Linked DNA regions of Hordeum vulgare: region 1 is linked to region 2. A link is a contact called in public Hi-C data. All regions are on one chromosome and are shown on one strand. The core of a region is the stretch at or near the end of the contact, and the rest is flanking DNA. Distances in the headings are between cores, read along the strand shown.

The links. A called contact is a pair of places that touch in the nucleus more often than the background predicts.
Region 1: a Hi-C map of leaf shows a contact between it and region 2, with 2.6 times the contacts expected there. The contact joins the promoter of LOC123449146 here to the promoter of LOC123449144 in region 2. A contact is called at or near these places in 3 of 6 Hi-C or Micro-C datasets (leaf and seedling).

Annotation. Positions count from the first base shown.
Region 1 is chr4H:499,933,783-499,940,414 of MorexV3_pseudomolecules_assembly, forward strand. LOC123449146 (protein SPA, chloroplastic) reads left to right here and starts at 5,245. Exons shown (of 5, transcript XM_045126247.1): 1 at 5,245-5,544; 2 at 5,635-5,718; 3 at 5,952-6,003. The coding sequence starts at 5,389.
Region 2 is chr4H:499,580,736-499,587,848 of MorexV3_pseudomolecules_assembly, forward strand. LOC123449144 (V-type proton ATPase subunit a3-like) reads right to left here and starts at 1,382. Exons shown (of 18, transcript XM_045126245.1): 1 at 1,028-1,382; 2 at 293-337; 3 at 1-83. The coding sequence starts at 1,174.

The DNA of each region.
Region 1 (6,632 bases), core at 3,995-6,494, 360 kb after region 2:
ATATAGTTAAGTACCATACTTCTATAACTCAAACAATTATAAAAATTTTGGAAAACTTGGAGTATTTGTATAGAAATATTGTGTAAAAGATTTAGATAAAAACATGTTCCAGTAAAATCAGACAAATTCTTCATTGGACGCTAAAGTTTCTGTTTATGCATCATATAAATTCTACTATCATTCAAATCATCCCAAAGGCTTTACTTGGTACAAACACTAAATTTAAAACAAAATCAATTTTTTTGACAAGCTACTATAGGGAAAATCACAATTATTATGGAGGCAACAATAATGTTATCACACACACATAGAAAGTAAAAACAAAAATATAAAGATAACTATTGGGTTGCCTCCCAGCTAGCGCTATTGTTTTATGCCCCTAGCTAGGCATCATGCATATGATCCACGTGTTGTGATCTTTGGTAGCATTCACATCTTGGGATGTGTGTTCATGAGTAGTTTTTTCAAATACAATAGGAAACATATCATCAAGCAATAACTTAGCCTTATTAATACCACTCTCCTCAAAACCTTCTGTATTCTCTCTTACTATCCAAGAATATTGATTATTGATGGTATTGAAAACTTGTCGAATAATAAGAATAGGAGGAACTTATTTTCTAGTATTTTCATAAAAATTATGGTTTTCTTGGAACACATGCCCCATCATATAGTCCTCATTATATAAAATTTCATCTATCACAGGATGTTCACGGCTCATATTGTAGTGATCAAAGATATCTCGAGCCTCTCGAACTATATAGTCAAATTCATGCATAAGGATAAGAGTGGATATATTCTTAGCCCTAGGGTATTTTATGACCGGCAACTCATAGAAAAGCCTTTTTAAAGTAGGGTGAGTACGCATAAATCTTCTTTCAAGTTTAAGAACAAGAGCGGAAATAGCATCAGTGTAACTTTTGGTTCTTTTAAGGATTGTCCTTGCAAGCTAAAGTACATGTACAATTAAAGAATTCTTGGATAATGCTTTTCTCTACTATGTTCCCCTTCCCCACAACAAAAACTTCTACATATCTTTGTGGGGGTGGGGGGATTCCTCTCGACCTCCATCATCCTTTCAATGATAAAGTCAAACATGATAGCAACTTCAAGCAAGCGACTAGAAAACAAAACAAGCAAACAAGCAAATGTAAATGTTTTTATATTTTTAATTTTATGAAGCAAGCAAAATATAACCACAAATAAAATAAGAAAAAGTGAATGATAATTTTTGCGAAGTTACTTGATAATAGATTTGTGTTGGGTCTTCCATGACGAGGAACGGGTGATGCAACACAATATAGGTAACTATTTCCTTGAGTAGATAACCAAGGTTAATTGAACCAATAGGAGTAACGACCAACTCTCGTCTTCAGCGGCTACACACAAAAGAGCAAACACTTGCATCCAACACGGGCAAGAGGGTTGTCGATCCCCTTGGACTCGTCATTTGCAAGCTTGTAAGTAGTGTGGTTGGTAGTAGATAATTGTAAATTGCAAAGTAAAAAAAGGTAAATAAGAATAGCAAGGTATTCTAGCGTTTGTAAACTTATAAGTGAACAGACCCGGGGACCATAATTTTTCCTAGTGACATCTCTCATGAAAGTAAGCATACGACGGGTAAACAACTTATTGTTGGGTAATTGATAGAAAAATGTGTAGTTATGTGATATTCACGGCAATGATCATGTGTATATAGGCATCACATCCATAAGCAAATAGGAAGACTCCTTCTAGCACCTATTACTAATACTCAACCCATTGAATAATATCCAGCATGCATCTAGAGTATTAAGTAAAACACAATAATGCTTGGAGAACAATGACATGATGTAGGCAAAGAAAATTTAATTAATATGAACTAACCCCATCGTTTTAACCTGAGTGGCAAAAATACAAAGTTGTATGTTGTCCCCTTCTGTCACTGGGATATAGAAACCCGTCCGATTGAACCGACTACAACGCACCCCTCTCACTGAAGAAAAATCAATAATTCAAAGAGATTTACGGAGCTATGATGATCATGCACATAAGAATCATAATAGAATTCATAGAAGACTCATTTTTCATGAATAATCTGAACATAAACCTACAATTCATCAGATCCCAACAAATGCACCGCAAAAAAGAATTACGTCACACATATCAAATCGAAGATGCGATGATCATTGTATTGAAGATCAAGAGAGAGAGATAGCCATCTAGGTACTAACTACGGCCCCGTAGGTCGGGGGTGAACTACTCTCACATCACCATGGGAGCAGCAAGGATGATGTATATGCCCTCTGTGATCGATCCCCCCTCCGACAGGGCACCCGAAATGGGCTCGAGATGGCCTCATGGTGGAATAGAGACTTGCGGCGACGCAAAAAGTGTTTCGGGCCGCCGACCAATGTGAACCCGTTTGTCCTATCCCGCCTGTGGGCACCGTCGACCACGACCGCCCTAACCACGTAGAGCTCGCGTCGTGGCTGCCCTGGTCCACCGACTTTTGTCATCCCACCATGCTCGACACCGACAGATCCGCCTTTGCACCCCCCTCCCCCCGGCGCGCGCACCGAGACACCGTCCTTGAACTGCCCTACCATCAGATTCCATAGTCACCGGATCCGCCTTCCGGCCTCTCTGCCGCCGGATCATCATGTTTCATGTGGTTCTCAAATTTTAGGGCTGCCGGAAAAGCACACACTTTTGGTCCCCAAAAAACTATCTCTCTCCCTCTACACATATTACCAGTTTAATGCCCCAAGTATACAACCGTTCTCTAAAACATATGTACCTAATAATAAAAGGGCTATTGCTTCTGGCGACATGTCATAAAAATTACCCTCAAAGTTGCAAATTATTACTCACCAATGCCATCCGTAAGTGGCAAACATGCTTTACTTATTTCGTAGTCGTTGGTTGCGTTTGGATCAAGTACATCCATGCCCTCAAATTGTCATAATTGTATAAGCATCCGACTAGCTAGGGCATGGCTCCCCGGTAGACCTGGGTTCAATCCCACATTCTCTCCCTCTTTTTTCTGCCTTTTCTCCTTGAATTTCTATAGGCGTAAAATAGATCTGCCTCACCAGATGTCCTTAGCAAATGCACTACACAATTCAAATTTCGGCTAATCTACCTTTCTTCTAAGTTTTTTCTCCGCAGATTAAAGTATTTTTTTGAAATATTTTTGAAAATTTCATATCTTCTAAACGCTAAATTCAAATTTAACATGTTATATATGGAAATCACTTAGAAAAAATGTACAGATTCTAAATATGATATTATCTTGCACGTGGATCATTTTTTAAATTATTTTTATGATGCATCCTTAGTTAGTACTTTTCTTTTCTATACTTATATATATAACATATGTTTCTTACTCCTGTTTTTTCATACGTAAATAATAAAAACAGGAAAAAAAATCGTCAGTCATTTGGCTTTGATTTATTTGACTCATGGATCACAAGTCTCATACATAGGCAATGGGCCCGCCCCAGTGCAATTGAGTATTTTCCTGCAGAGACCATTGCTGATCATAATGTGATAAAGAACCCTGCCGCAGAAAATAATAATTTATTTCAGTGGTCTCGAGCCTGAGACCTCGACCACTATTTAGAAGGTTGCAACCAATTGAGTTGGGCTATTTATGAATAAAAAATGAAGGCTCTGTGTGAGACCGTAATGTGCAACAAAAATAACGCAAAGAAAAAGATGAAAGGCACTATGTAAGCGTCGAGTTGCATGCAACAAATTAGGGCCGCTTCGTTTAGACGTAGACATTTTTTATTGATCTTCAAGCATATGAAGAGATGGCGTAAAACACGTTTAACGAACCCTTTTATTAAGATTTTTTCATGACATGCAAATTTCAAGCATTGTTTCAACTTAAAAATAATGACTTGGTATAGAATATTTAAATATTAGACTCTTTAAGATCAGAATCGTCGTACAAATACCATACCAACAATATTATATGTGTATCATGCTTGTTAATGTAGAATTACTTATAGGAATTTCTGTTAGCACCAATTGTATGTTGTTCTGCCGTGTTGATGGTTGTTTCGGTGGACACATCGATTAACTCTTTCGTTGCAACACACAAACATATGTTTCAGTAGTATACAACTGTTGTTGAAGATGTTCTTAGATTAAACTTTCTGTTCTTTTGAAACTAATAATGGGACTGATAGGCGTCAGCACACCGGCCTAAACCTTTCAGCCGGTCGCGTCCTAGTCATCCGATTAGCCCACCCGAGCCGTTAGATTCTCATCCATCCACGTTGTTTTCTTCCTTATCATCCGTTCGCGTTCAGATATGAAGAAACACCGCAGGTAATGGCGACCGCCCACTATCACTGCATCACGCAGCACGACCACGGGACCCCGTTGACCCCGCCTCTCCCCCGCCATAGAAGAGCTCTCCGCGGGCCTTGAAGCTCGCCTCCGCTCTCCATGCAGCAGTTGAGGGAGGGGATGCAGCTTGCCATTTGTCGGTTGTAGCAAAATAAAACACCGGTTATAGCAAAAAATCGCGACGTCATGTGCGATGTAGCAAAATGCGACACCGGTGGTAGCAAAATACGGTGCCGGTTATAGCAAATTTTGATGCCGGTTGAAGCATGTAGCAAATTAGGCCTTCGGCTATGAACGCAACTTCATCGGCCATGCCCGTTGCAGCTCCGCTCTTCATGGAGCAGTTGAGATAGAGAGAGGGGATGCAGCTTGCCATGTCGTCGGTTGTAGCAAAAAATCACGACGCCATGTGCAATGTAGCAAAATGCGACACCGGTGATAGCAAAATGGGGTGTCGGTTGTAGCAAATTTTAATGCCGGTTGAAGCATGTAGCAAGTTACGCCTTTGGTCCTGAACAAAGAGAGGAAGATCTATGGGGGGCAAGAGGGCCGGTTACGACGGTGACCGATAGTGCAGATTGGGTGGAGGAGTTGCGATATCGCCTTTGTGCACGGGTGGTCGGAGCTGCGACGACGCCATGACGTGTGGCGGATGGGCTGCGCGTGAAGGAGGAAGGGGAGGGATGCGCGAGGAATGTCGATGGATCCCGCGGCCCGCCTGTTTCCCAACTAATAATCGGTCCGGCTACCATATGGGATATATATTCTGACGAGCTCACCGTTGGATGGTCAGATTAACAGCTCCGTCCAATTAAGCAGAGTGATCAGCGACCCAGCTGCTCTGCCTCCATTCCAAGGGTAGTGTTTTCTGAGGCTAGCAAACTTCCAGAACGGATAATGCCCATATCCGAAAAGACCAAGCCCTGGCCACCAGCGCCCGCAAGGGGTGAGAAGTGTGGCGTTGTGTCCGGCTGCGGCTACCCATGATCACCGTGCGTGCTTGCCCAGGCATCTGAAGCAGCAGCGTCCAACGGGCGACGCATCTCTATGGCCATGACCACCACCTCCTCCCGACTCACCACCGCTTACTCCTTCCTCTCCTCCACGCCATGCTCGCCCACCAGCATGGCGGTGCATCCGCGGCGGCGGAGACCCGGCGCGCGGTACCCACGTATCCAGGCCATCGAGTTCGACCAGAACACGGTGCGCCCAAAAGGGCTACAACGCCCGTTCTGTGGAGGATACCACTTGATTTCCTGCCGAGTTATAACGAGCGGTTTCTTGGTTCTTCAGGTTGTGGCCATAACTGTCGGCGTCGTCAGCGTCGCCGCCGGGATAGGAATCCCGATTTTCTACGAGAATCAAATCGACAATTCCGTGAGTGCTTTACTATCAGTATACATTAGCCAATTGTTTCCTGTGATCAAGCATGCAGTTGGTGGATCATTAGTTTTTTTTTCTGAAGCAAGAACGGTATTTGGGCAATTAAGTTTGCTGAAGTAACATAAGATTAGGAGTTGCACTTTTGAAACACGTTGACTGAAACTGAATGTGCCTAAACTGCACCCTTGCATTGATGAAAAATGTCATTTTGAATTTCTCCAATGCAGGCAAAGAGAGACAACAACCAGCCGTGCTTCCCCTGCAGCGGCTCGGGCGCGCGTACGTGATTACGCCCTTTGATTCATGTCCTAATTTGCATCACTCTTCAAACTTTTAATATGTCCCTTTCAATGGCACGGTGCACTCATGTAAAATGAGACGAACTGCTGGAATTTGGAAGTGTTAAACTTGTGTTTGATAGGAAAATTCCATATAAGATGTACCAACCGGGTAGTTTAGCATGCATTTTGATCATTTTCACACTTGTATTCTTTTTGCTCTCCATGTTTGGTAGTTCTTTCGTGCCTTGTAAGGTGGATGTTAACTGAATAGAAACTATTGCGCCTATGTTAACTGAATAATTGAACTGATGTATTCATTGTTTCACCCGCTGAAATGGAATTGGGCCACGACCTGTTTCTTGAAGAAAAAATCATCTTCTTTTTTGCAAAACAGTATATCCAATAGTAACTTGGTTCAACTATATGTGGCATCTTCCATGCCAGGCAGAATAAGCTGTAGTGTTTTCTACTCCTATATAACACAACCTTCTCTTCCTCGACCACACAATGTTTCCAGCTAGTTTTAGTTTGAGGTGGCAATAGAACCAGGCGGCGTTGGTAGAATTTAGTCGCCAAACTTAATAAAGGAATTTTAATATTTCTTCAAATATGTTTTGATTGCACAAG
Region 2 (7,113 bases), core at 132-2,631:
ATGGGAGGAACTTGTATTCCAGCTTTCGACATCTGTTCCTTAAAAAATCTCAACTTGCGGGACATTTCAGCACACCTTTTGATCTGCAAGGAGTTAAGTCAGAGCAGCAAAGAGACGGTGATAATTATCACACTAAACACAGATATATAGTCTTTTGGCCATATTATATACATGCACGACGGCCAAGGCGGGTATAATTAAAGCAAACCAATAAAACTGTTGTGATAAGGTTTTAAGCAGATGGTGAAAACATAAATTAAGATAAATGTGTTCTCATAAACGAGCAATGTACCTGTGCAGCGTAGGTGCGTTGAAACGGGCTTTTGTCTGCGTTGAGCTGGGAGAAGAAAAAATAAACATCAGATTCACAGCAGGGAAGCAGCCAAAAAACAAAATCCGCACATAGCACATATAACAGTTCACAAGCAAGAAAATGCACGCGCGAGTTCCATGATCTAATAATCATGTGCACTTGAGCAAGGCAGAGAATTCCCGATTAAAGAGCATACCCCTGCTACCTACTCCCTCCGTTCCTAAATATAAGACATTTTAGAGATTTTACTATGAACTACATACAAATGAATGTAGTCACATTTTAAATGTAGATTCATTCATTTTGCTCTGTATCCAGTCTATAGTGAGATTTCTAAAATGTCTTATATTTAGGAACGGAGGGAGTAGCAAACACGGGTCACGGCAATGCAAACCTGCAGAGCACAACTCCGATGGCTACGTGTGGTATAACAATATACTCCCTCCGTACTAGTTTAGCCTACAAAAACGTCTTAGATTTTGGTAGAGAGGCAGTAATACACAGCGAATAATTACGCCGCACAAAAAGTCTTAGCTCCCAAATTCGCAATGTCATCTGTGAACCACTGCCAATTCCGAGGGAATCGCAAGCACGGAACCCTAGCGAGGAGCGACCAGCTCAGATCGGCGCATCGGGGGCAGGCACCGGCCAGATCCTCCGGCGAAACCAAGCCAGACAGCTAAAATCGAGGGCGGGAGGAGACGGCGGACTCACGTCTTTGAACTGGATGAGGCCCAGATCGCCGAGGTGGGAGACGGCGAGGTGCGCGGACTCGGTGGGGATAATGACCTGCAGGAGCTGCATCGCCTCCGACCGCATCAGATCCATCGAGGGGCAGCAGCCCCCTCCGCTGCGCGCCATGGCGTGCAGGCCCGCGGCGGGCGAAGGCTCCTCCTCCTCCTCCTCCTCTCCGGCGGGGATGGGCGGGCGGCGAGCAGCGCGGCCCCGATCGGTTTCGCGTCGTGCGGAGCAGGGAGGGGGCGAGAGGAGGATGAGACAGGCCGGGTCCTGTCGACCATGTGCTATTATGCCGAGACGTGGCTGGGCGGGGAGGGACCGATACGCGCAGGGCCCAGAGGTCAGAGGGGAGGGGGGGGGCGGTTTTGTGCTGTGATTTTTTGCTTTTCCGGAAACCAGTTTGCGTTTGTGATTGGAAGAGTTCGTAGCTGTCAGAAGGATCTGGATTTTTTTTTTAGCGTGATGAAGGATCTGGATTTCGACGAGGGGGAGGGAGGGAGGGGTGTGAGGCTGGTAGGTGGGGTCGATCAACGTGTCGTGTCGTGTCGGTCCAGACCTGATATCCGATCGGTGAGGGAGGATGGCACGTAGAGGCAGCTGGTAAGAGGCTGTAAACGCTCTTCTTTCTTTCAAGAGCGGAGGATGGTTGCAAACCTTGTTAGTTGATGGTTAAAGGGATAATGATATTTTCAGTTAATTGAGATTCAAGTCCTCGTGTGAAAGGAGACGTTTCTCGTCGATGACGAGGCGCGTACGGTGGCTTCGTAAATCTCAACATGATATGTTAGCTTGGTCTTTTGAAGGTGCTCATATGAGTAGGGTGTGTGTGCGTTTTCATAACGGTGAGTGTATGCGCGTGTATTTAAGCGTTTGCGTTTATACTATGTTCAGAAAAAAAAACAGACGATGGTTTTATTTTTTTGGAAGTACTTCATCTCTTCATAACATTTTAATATAATTACATATGAATTAAAATAAATCAACAAACAAACTAAAACGTGTTTAACGGGTGAAATAGGTAGGTCATATACTCTTAGTGACTCCCATATGCTCATTGTTATGTTATTTTCAAATTTAAATATAAAGGATAAAGACAAATTTCTAACAAGCGAGCGAAGTAAGGCCCATTATCGGTAGGCTTGAACCGAAGCTAGGCGAAGCATCCACAAAGAAGTATTAAGCTCGATCACCTATGTTATATATATATCCTTTATGAACCGTCACAATGAGATATTCTGAACAATTATAAATCCCCGACATTTGTAACCTGTTCGATATAGCAAAGTTCGTTATGCTTCGCTTTGGTTCAAGCCTATCAACGATGGGTCTCACTCCGCTCGCTCGTCAAAGGTTAATCTTTATATTTATCTTATGCTATGAAGCATATAACATACGAAAGAACAATCAGACTTGGGCTTGTAACAGACCAGCTTGAAACATCGTTCTATGCAAAAGAACAATCAGTCTTGGGCTTACCAGGGCCGGCAAAATCCGGGGCCCTATACGAAACTAAAAGTTGGGATCCTATCTCACAAAAAACTAACGAGTAATTATAATGTATATATATCGTAGAAATTTTTTATAACATATGTATTATAATGTCTTGCATAATAATTGGCATATAAAAAAGTTATGCATATCCAACTACGGGTTGCTATTTATTTGAACATCTTCATTCTTTTACTATTCTTTGAAATTAAATCTTCAGTGATATCCTCGTAATCAATCTTTTCCAACACATCACTCTCAAGTGCTATTATGGCCAAATCATTGAATCTTTGTTGTATCATAGTAGCATGCACATAGGACTTCAATAGGTTTAATTTAGAAAAACTTATTTTTGTCGATGCCACTGTCACAGGAATGGTCAGCAGAACTCTATATACAATACATGCATTGGAAAAACAATCATGATGCTTTAGAAAATTCAGAATTTTAACGGGTCCGATATTTTCTTTTGGCATGAAATTTGAAGAAACTTCAACTCAACAAATAGATCATTGTCATCAACATCAGATTGTTTATCCTTCATAAGGGCAGCCTCAAGATTAACACCAAAAGATTTCAAACTTTCAGAAGTAAATAAGAAACCAAAAAATTTCTCGTAACCTTCATATTGCTCAAATCTGCATTGTTGAAACAAAAGATAAAAACGATTAATAAAAAAACTTGAAGATCAATCGAACAACGCGAAGAGCGACGAAGTAGTTTGTAGTCTGTATAGGGGCATGTCTCTTGCGCTTATAGTATCTAGTCTTTGTAGTCTTGAGTCTGTACAAGGGTCTGTCCATGTAGTCTGCGGTTGTACCTGTACGAGGCGACGAGCGATGAGCGGCGAGGCGACGAGCCGATGAGGAGGAGACAAGGCGACGAGGAGGCGATGTGCTTGTGGCGTTTGATCCGAAAAAGAGGAAGCGGCAGCAGGGCACATCGCACCCTCACAGCGATCGATGGCCTGGCTCAGCGGAATCAGCAGGAGCAGCGGTCCATTGATCGATCCAGAAAAAATGAAAGCAGCAGTGTCGCACATCGTATCCTCGCTGGCTCGCTCTAGCGGGAGCAGCGCCCAGCGTCCCACTGGCCAGTTGTCCATAGGTTTTTTCTAATACAAGGCCTACCTAAAAAAATTTGGACCCCTCAGAATTTTGGGCCTTGTGCGGGCCGCACAGTATGCACCACTGTGGGCCCGGCCCTGGGCTTACACCTTGAGACTTGGTGTACATACACCCTTGCGAATTTCCTATGTGATGCTCGGTACATCGTGTTGTTATCTTTTTGCACAGAGCCGACAAAATCAGCTCATTTAGTCAGATTTTTGTTTTCTTGGTTTTAGCAACCTTTTAGAAGGTATCGGTTTCTAAAGACATTGTTCAGTTTTTTGGTTTTTTCATTTCCTGTTGTTTTTTATGGTTTTATCAAGGGTTTTCCTTTAAAAAATCTTTTTAACAAAATGTTCTGAAATTTCAAAAATTGTTTGGAAATTTAAAATATTTTGAATTTTCAAACAAACTCATGTTTCCAGATTTTTTTTAATTCAACAAAAAATCTTGTTTTGAGAACTATTGGGCAATATCCTAAATTTGTTCCTGATTACAAAAAATGATCGCTATTCAAAAAGAATCGTGAATTTAAAAAATTGTTTGTGTTTTTCAAAAAAATGCTCGCGATTTAAAAAAAATGTTACCATTTTAAAATTTTGTTCATAAATATTTGTTTTTCTAAAAATGTTTGGAAATTTCAAAAAGATGTTTGAAATAAAAAAGAAGACAAAAACCGAGCTTTGTTTGGCTCGCTACAGTAGCGTTCAATGATTATATTTTGGTCGCTACGGTAGCCATCTAGATCGATGCGGATGAGCGTTCACGGCTCTACTTGGGTCGGCCTAGCCAGGCATAGCTCCGTGCGTGTGCATGTCTATTTGAAGCCAAGCGCGATATATAGGAGCCCCAGCCTTGGGAGTTTGATTTCAAAAAAAAACTTTGGGAATGCAACCCGCTCGTATGTTCACATATTTCCTCAAAATAATCTTGTGTAAATTTTCTATACTCTAGAGGGCATCATTGTGCGCGTTTAATAATCAAATTCAATAGTATCAAAATCACTACAAAAGTGTCTTTTTAACAAAGGAGCTCAAGCTCCCAATTTCATTTTGATATAGAGCTAATAAAACAACCACCAATTCTTCAAGTTCCACCAAAATCCACCCATGGGCACAACTACAAACCAATGTGCCAAGCTAAAGAAACACCCAACTTCAACAACCAACAAAATATAACAACTAAACCACCCAAGACACAATTATATGTCACACACACACACACGTGCGTGCACGCGAAAGATATAAGAAGGTCCTAAAAACAATCATCAAGGTAAATATACAAAATCTAAGCCTAGGAACAACCAGCAAGACACATATATCAGCAGAACCTATGAACAAACCAGCAATAACTAGGAACTGTCACCGTGTCCATCAAAAGTCTTGTCTTTTCAAGGGCCTCCAAGACTAGGAATGGCAATGGTAGGCGCCCATCCTTGCATGAGATTGAAGAAATCATGGGCCACCATGACCAGCATGCTTGTCATGCTGCAACAAAGGTCTCGAACTTGTTGTGTGTGCAATCTAGACAATGGTGTATATATCATGATATTCGACATGCAATGTCGGTAGGGTCTAAAGGCATAATCCCATCAAAACATGCATTGTTTCTATACTTTCAGATCAATCACACTACTATAATGGGAAAATTACCAAACCAAACTGGTATATCTTCAAAAGCACCAGGAGTTTCTTACAAATTAAATGCACGCTTGATCACATTCCATACTTACCTAGCCACACGACATGAGAAGAAGAGATGATCAATACCCTCTCTAGAGTTACAAAATATATTGGTTGCACTACCCTTCCGACCTTTATTTAACAATACATCCTTAGTCAGTATGCATTTCTTACTAATCGGCCACAAGAAGACTTTAGTTTTGAGGGGGGGGGGGGCTTCATTACAGTTTAAAAAATGGCACCACACCTTCCTAGCCTTGATAGCATTATACATCGACTTCGCTCCTGATTTAGTCAAGGTCCATACATATCTATCGCACTCATCATCAAGCACCACATGATACCCATCCTCCACCACCCAAGATTTCTTATGAAACTAAAACTAGTCCAGAATTTAGTAAAAAAATGTTTACTATAACATTCCTATTATTAATAGAACATATAATCTAGGATGTTTAGCAACAAAACTAGCATTACCATGCCATTAATCTTCCGAAAATCTAGTGCTTTGCCCATTTCCTACTTTACTTATACAAAACTTAAGGAACATGTCTTTCACCTTCATCGGCCCAATCTAGAAAATGGGAATGGATAGGCTTCAATTTACATTGAGATAATGTGTCATTACTTAGATATTTCTTTCTAATCGGTTTCTGCCAATGACCTTATTTGTTTTCAAGTTTCCAAATCCATTTACTAAGCAAACATGTATTCATAACAGATAGATTAGTGAAACCTAAACCCCCACATCTCTAGATTGACAAATATCCTACTACCAATTTAGTAAGTGATACTTCCTAACATTTTTGTCTTCTTGCCAAGTCATTCTACTCCAAAAGGGACACTAGTCACACATGATTTGAGCAAAGAGGGCCTATTACTGAAGCTCGTCAACTTTCTACACATGTAAAAATGGTTTTATACTCTAGTGCTTTATCCTTAGTTTTACCCAGTAGAAAAAATCCACTCTTATGAAAAATAATATTTAACCCATTCAAATGTTCAAAATTTATAAAGTAACTTTTAAATTGACAACACTCTCTAAATCATTTTCAATCACAAAAATCATGTCATTTGCATGTTGTAACACAACTACTGAAAAGACCACGATGTCGCCTAGAGGGGGGTGAATAGGAGTTTTAAAAACTTTTATGGATTTGGCTTAATCGTAATGCGGAAATAAACTAAGAGGATACTTTTCAAGCACAAATCCTAAATATAGTAGGCTCAACTACGTGCACCAACAACTTGTTCTACCAAGATGAATCACAACAAGATTACTCACAAGCACAAGTAAGTTACACAAACTTACTTGAGCAGTATCACAAGATGTGTAAGTGTATGACACAAGTTAGCAAATCACACTAAACACAAGATATATCAATAGTAGCAAGTATGAGTTGTGGTATATAAAGTGTAGGCCTGACTGATTAATCTTTACACGGAAATAGCCAACACAATATAATGTGAACAACAATATGTAGTGAATGTACGCTCGAGTAACCAAGTTAAGCCACAAGAAAGGAGTTAGGGTTAGGGATAACCGAAGTCACGAAGACGAGGATGTATCCCGATGTTCACTTCCTTGGAGGGAAGCTAGTCACTATTAGAGAGGTGGATGTTACCACGAAGGCACTCCAACGCCATGAAGGCTCACCCTATTCTCCCTTTGAGACAACAACACGAAGGCGTTCCTCAACCACTAGTGGTAAGCCTTTGAGGCGGCTTCCAAACCCTCACAAACTTTCCGGGGGTAATCACAACGATTTGATTCCTCTCCGAA